Regions from separate parts of the Mus musculus genome. Here region 1 is linked to region 2. A link is a contact called in public Hi-C data. All regions are on one chromosome and are shown on one strand. The core of a region is the stretch at or near the end of the contact, and the rest is flanking DNA. Distances in the headings are between cores, read along the strand shown.

Region 1 (2,700 bases), core at 90-2,589, 280 kb after region 2:
ACTTTTTAAGCCTCGAAATCAAAGAGAGATTCACAGAATATGGCTCAGTTCTCATCTACATTCCAATGATTCTGAGTGTCCATTCTCTGATTATGAAACTCATTTTCATAATGAACATTTTAAATGTCTGTGATATCTTGTTATCTGGATTCTCTTTATTCAGGCCTTACTGAGCAATGTTTTTTTCTTCCACAGATATCAGTGTCCCATTTCTTCTTTCCCATGCTGGATAAAATACCTGTTCAGTTTTGTTTTTCTTTTTCTGATGCCTCTTTAAATGGATTCCCTTAAGCATAGCTCTCATCTTCATGTGCCAGGGTGGGGAGATACCCAGGAGGGTCTCCACTCTCTCAGAGGAAAAGGGGGGTTGGGAGAGGGGTAGGGGCTGGTGGGGGGGTAGGGACTCAGGGGGGCTAGGAGCAAGGACAGGGATGTAAAGTGAATTAAAAAAAAACTAGCTCTCATACATGCTATCTAGTGCACAACAACTTGCAGCAAAGCACAGCTCACTTTTATTTCAAATAACTCAATTTTATGCAACCAGCTCTTTGTTCTTTCTCTACATTGTCTTCTGGATATACAATAAAGAAGAAAAAAAAGTTAAAAGTCTGAGTTTGTGACTGACTATTGCCACAGATGGCAGGTCTTATTGGCTGGCAACAGTACAAGATGACCATCTGTCTCTGACATGATCTCAAAGTATTAGATGTACCAGAACACTGAATGCAGAATACTCTTTCAACCACACACAGTGCCAAGGTTGTAAGAATTAATATGGAATAAGGCTGCAGGAAATTAAGAGTAAATCAGAAGTATGTTCCTTAAGCTCTGAGGATTTATATCAAAGACAAGAGCCAAGGCATTCTTAAATTTATACTCAAATATTAATGGTAGACTTGTGGCCTTTTAACAGTTCCAAGGCACAGGTCACTTAGTATTTTTATGAATAGTGAATAAACTGAGAAGTAAAGAGAAGAATAATTTGCAGTTAGAACTGGAGCAGGCAGACAGGCTAATGATCAGATTGTCTTGAAATGGGCTCTTATCTTCTTTCTTGAAAACGAACTACTTGTAGAACCAAGAGTCACCCTTTAACTGTCCGTGCACCCTGCAGCTTCTCATTAAATTAATCACTGTCTGGGAATCATAATGGAAAACCATCCGCCTCATTCTCTTCTCCCCCACTTTGGAGACTGAGGATTTCATCCGTAAAGATAATACAATCTGAGGCATGACACCATATGATGTGTTTATAAAAAGATAGAGAGGGGCCGTTATGTTCTGTTGCCAGGTAACTGTGGGGTGGAGCATACCTAGCTGTTGCCAGGTAACTGTGGGGTGGTATTTAGACAGATTGCTAACAGATACTGTGTTTAGATCAAATCTGCCCTTTCTAGATCTGCCAACACCTCCCGTATCCCACTACCATTTTTCCCTCCCCAGTCCACCTGCTCTTTTGTTAACCCATGGAATCCTCTTAGTACTGCCACTATGTGCATGGGCATAGACAATCTTCTATGAGGGTAGCTTCTCAGGAGCCTCCATTCTCTGCCACAAATTTAGTTTAGATCCTTATTACTTCTAACATGAATCATTGCATCTGTACTCTTAAATGATCTCCCTATCTTTGATCTAACTTTGGCTCATTTTGCATAGAATTCTAATCCATAGGTAAAACAGAAACTTTCTAGAGGCGTCTTTCATGGCCTAGATACTACCAATATCTCCCGTCTCCTACTTGTCATACTGTTCTCTTATAATATGCCTACCTGTGGAGCATTGGATCCTGAGTGGGCCTGGTCCTCAGCGGAGCTCAGGCTAGAAGCCACGGAGATCCTGAAGGGATGGTAGAAGCTTTGCCTGCTCCTGAGCACCAGGCCCCTGTCACTAGCCACAGCCCCCTATAAATTTGTGGCCATCAGACATGTAAGGGCAATGCCCTAAGCCCCCCACAGGTAGGAAAGGAAGTGACCTGTAGTCCTTAGGCTCAAGACAGAGATTACCATCCTTTTTTTTAAAAAAATTAGATGTTTTCTTTATTTACATTGCAAATCTTATCCCCTTTCCTCATCCCCCCCCCCACCCAGAAACTCCCCCTATCCCATCCCCCCCCCCCCCCCCCCCCCCGCTCACTAAGCCACCCACTCCCCCTTCCCTATCCTGGCATTCCCCTTCACAAGACTAAGGGCCTCTCCTCTCATTGATGTCCCACAAGGCCATCCTCTGCTACATATATGGCTGGAGCTATGGGTCCCTCCATGTGTACCCTTTAGTTGATGGTTTAGTCCCTGGGAACTCTGTGGGTACTAGTTGGTTCTTATTGTTGTTCCTCCTACGGGAGATTAACATTCTAATGAGGTACCTAGAGGGCTTAGCCAATAAGCTTTTCTTCTCAGACATTCCTCCCTGGAAAAGGTTTTAAATCTCAGGCCCTCCCTGAGAAGTGGGGTATGGTTTTACTCATCTACTTTCTGCCTTGACAATAAATGCCTTAAAACCATGGACTGCCTCTTTTCATTGGGATCTGAGGCCTTCCCAGCCCCCTTCCGAGCGGGAGCTCCCCCGCCTGAAAGGCCAGATCCAGCTCATGGGCCCAGATTCCATTCTCAGCTCTTCTGAGACTTCCTGTGGCGCCTGGGTGTTCCAGAGCCAGGGAACCCCACGGCCCTGGCCTCTTCACAGGCCCAGCTATCCTGCGCC
Region 2 (2,700 bases), core at 33-2,532:
TATAAAATGTATTTAAATAATCAAAATCTTTTAAAAAATTAATACAGATATGGATGCTTGCAGCTAACCATGGAATTGAGCACAGGGACCCCAATGGAGGAGTTAGGGGAAGAACTGAAGAAGCTGAAGCGGCCTTATCTGGCATCAATGGGAGGGGAGGCCCTTGGTCCTGTGAAGGTTTGATGCCCCAGTGTAGGAGAATGCCAGGAGGGGGAGGAAGGAGGGGGTGGGTGGATGGGGAAACACTCTCATATAAGCAGGGGGAGGGGAGATGGAATAGGGGGGGTTGCAAAGGGGAAACCAGGAAAGGAGATAACATTTGAAATGTAAATGAATAAAATATCCAAATTAAAAAAATATATATATCACACAGATGGTGCACAGAAAAAAAGAAAAGCAATGTAGCTATATGCATGACTATAGCTTGAGGAAGAAAAACACTATATTAAATCAACATCCTTTCAAAGAGCCATCACCAAGTAAATTGTCTTTTAAATTATGGAAGTATACACTTTTACTGAAATATTTCTGGATTTTAAATTTGTGCTAAATTTCAAATGTTCCAGATATTTCTACTTTGGTTTCTTATTTTAAAAATGTCAACTCTGAAATATGTAAAAAATCATCTCTGGGAGTTATACCTACACTAGGGGATGTTTAAAAACATGCTTTTGGATACAAAATAAAGTATTAGAATTTAAAAAGAGAGGGAGAGAGACAGAGATGTGTATGGCTAAAATCACAAGTATATAGACTTCTGATTTAAAGTAGTCTTTGCCAGTAAGGTGCCCAGCATGCTCTTGCATGTCCATGTCCCATTGATGACTGCTATCATCAGAAAGATTTCAAAACTTTGTCTACAAAGAAGTGTTCCTAATTTTAGAGTCTCTCAGTTACAGAGTAGAATCTCGGGCGAAATGGTAAAGGCATGCTCTGGCCCTGCCCATTTGAGTTTCAGCTCCAGAAGAATATCTCCAACTCAAGGTGGACCCCCTCATTTATTTGTAGACGATATAGCTATGCAGAATTGCCCTGTTTATTCCTGTATTTTGCTGCATACCATCAGAGAATTTTTACCAAGTGTCTATAGTACCTGCCATGGTCTATCACTCATGCATACCTTATAAGCATGCCCTTTGGGCCATTTGTGGAACACGCTGGCTTAGGAAGTAGATGTGTGCTTTACTACAGGAAAATATTTGCCTCAGGACATTTGCACACATCATGCACAAATGGAGAAGACACATGGACAATATGGGTTTTTTTTTCCTTTGCAACTTGAGGGCCCTTCTGCCAGCTGCTTCCCGTGGCTCCCCACTGCTCGACATTCTGCCATATCCAATGATGGTTTATAGCAAAATTCACTAGGCAGAAAGCCATGTGGCTTTTACAGGCTGCAATTAGGAGTAAAACAAAGGCTGAATTACATGGCATTTGAAAATGCAGTTAGGGAAAGAATAAGTCAGATCTTATTTTCTGTTACCTCCTGGTGATGAAATCTATGTGTTCATCCAAAAGCACACACCTACCTCTGGGGTCATTTGGAAACAACAGCTCAGTCAATAAAAATAAATAAATAAACTGTACAGTCAACATCGAGCATGAAAATCCATTAAACAGTGGGTTTTTTTTTCTTCCATCCAAAGAAGTCCTACCTTTTCTTGAGCTTTCCTTTTTGTCCCTGCATCCATCCATTCATTTTCTTTCTCCAGCATGTCAATGAAGGCCCAGCGAACACCCTCAATCAATTCTTCCATCTATTAGAAAATACCCAAAGAAGCAGCGTCAAAGCCAGAAACTTCAGCCCAGGTTTCCTTGACCTGAATCAGGTTACAAGAAAATTACTTCAAGGTTCAAAATGGGGGGGGGCAGTGTTTCTTTCAGTTCAATTTCATGCTCTGACATTATTTTGGGAGGGGGGGGGCTCTGTAAACAGATGATGCAAGGTGGTGACAGTACAAGTTCCATAATTTAATAAGAGCTGAGGAGTGTAGCTCAATGAAAAAGTGTATGCCTAACAAGTGCAAGGCCCTGGGTTCTATCCCTAGTTCCAACACACCACACTTGCACACACACACACACACAGAGAGAGAGAGAGAGAGAGAGAGAGAGAGAGAGAGAGAGACAGAGAGACAGAGAGACAGAGAGACAGAGAGACAGAGAGACAGAGACAGAGACAGACAGAGACAGAGACAGAGTTTATCAGAACCAGAGAGTGCCAGGCAAAAGCACAGTCTGTGATTTTTCAGATAGACATTGCCAAAAAAAGCGAGCAACAGTTGAAAGAAGTGTTGTTTAAAAAGAGAATCATGCTGGGATATACAGCACCTCAAAGGACATCATGCCAACATGAATCAGATTTATGTGAAGACCCCCAAATCTCTCTAAATTCAGGGCCAGTAGTGAAACCAAATGCTTAGTTATCATCTATTCCCTTCCTACTGCTCTCTCTCCTCCCTTGCAGCCCAGCAATGTCTTATTCAGATCTAGAATGCTGGGTACAGGCAGCATCTGTAGAATAGAAGTTTTCTGAAAGGCCTTTCCCCAGACATTAAAGAATGAGATCACATCCATGTTAAGAATATATTTTCTTTGCTGACAACCTCTGCTGGGCCATAACAGGGATGAGGAGACTGGGGAAAGAGAGCCGTTGCTGCAAGGGCACGAGGAAACCCTGCTGTGTTTGGATGCACACCTCAG

The links. Hi-C and Micro-C count contacts between places; a contact is called where the count stands out from the background.
Region 1: a Hi-C map of cerebellum shows a contact between it and region 2, with 2.2 times the contacts expected there. The contact joins two enhancer-like sites. A contact is called at or near these places in 1 of 484 Hi-C or Micro-C datasets (cerebellum) and 1 of 9 other capture datasets (pancreatic islet).

Annotation. Positions count from the first base shown.
Region 1 is chrX:157,585,907-157,588,606 of GRCm38.p6, forward strand. The region is part of intron 3 of Mbtps2 (membrane-bound transcription factor peptidase, site 2); the gene reads right to left. Among named protein-coding and RNA genes, the nearest start is that of Mbtps2, 11 kb to the right of the region's middle. Within about 2 kb of position 1,340, at least 15 of the 459 cell types and tissues checked have an H3K27ac peak or open chromatin away from gene starts, as enhancers often do. A contact at or near this core is called in cerebellum, where this site is marked.
Region 2 is chrX:157,309,214-157,311,913 of GRCm38.p6, forward strand. Phex (phosphate regulating endopeptidase homolog, X-linked) reads right to left here. Exons shown (of 22, transcript NM_011077.2): 12 at 1,656-1,757. Among named protein-coding and RNA genes, the nearest start is that of Gm25795, 11 kb to the left of the region's middle. Within about 2 kb of position 1,283, at least 2 of the 459 cell types and tissues checked have an H3K27ac peak or open chromatin away from gene starts, as enhancers often do. A contact at or near this core is called in cerebellum, where this site is marked.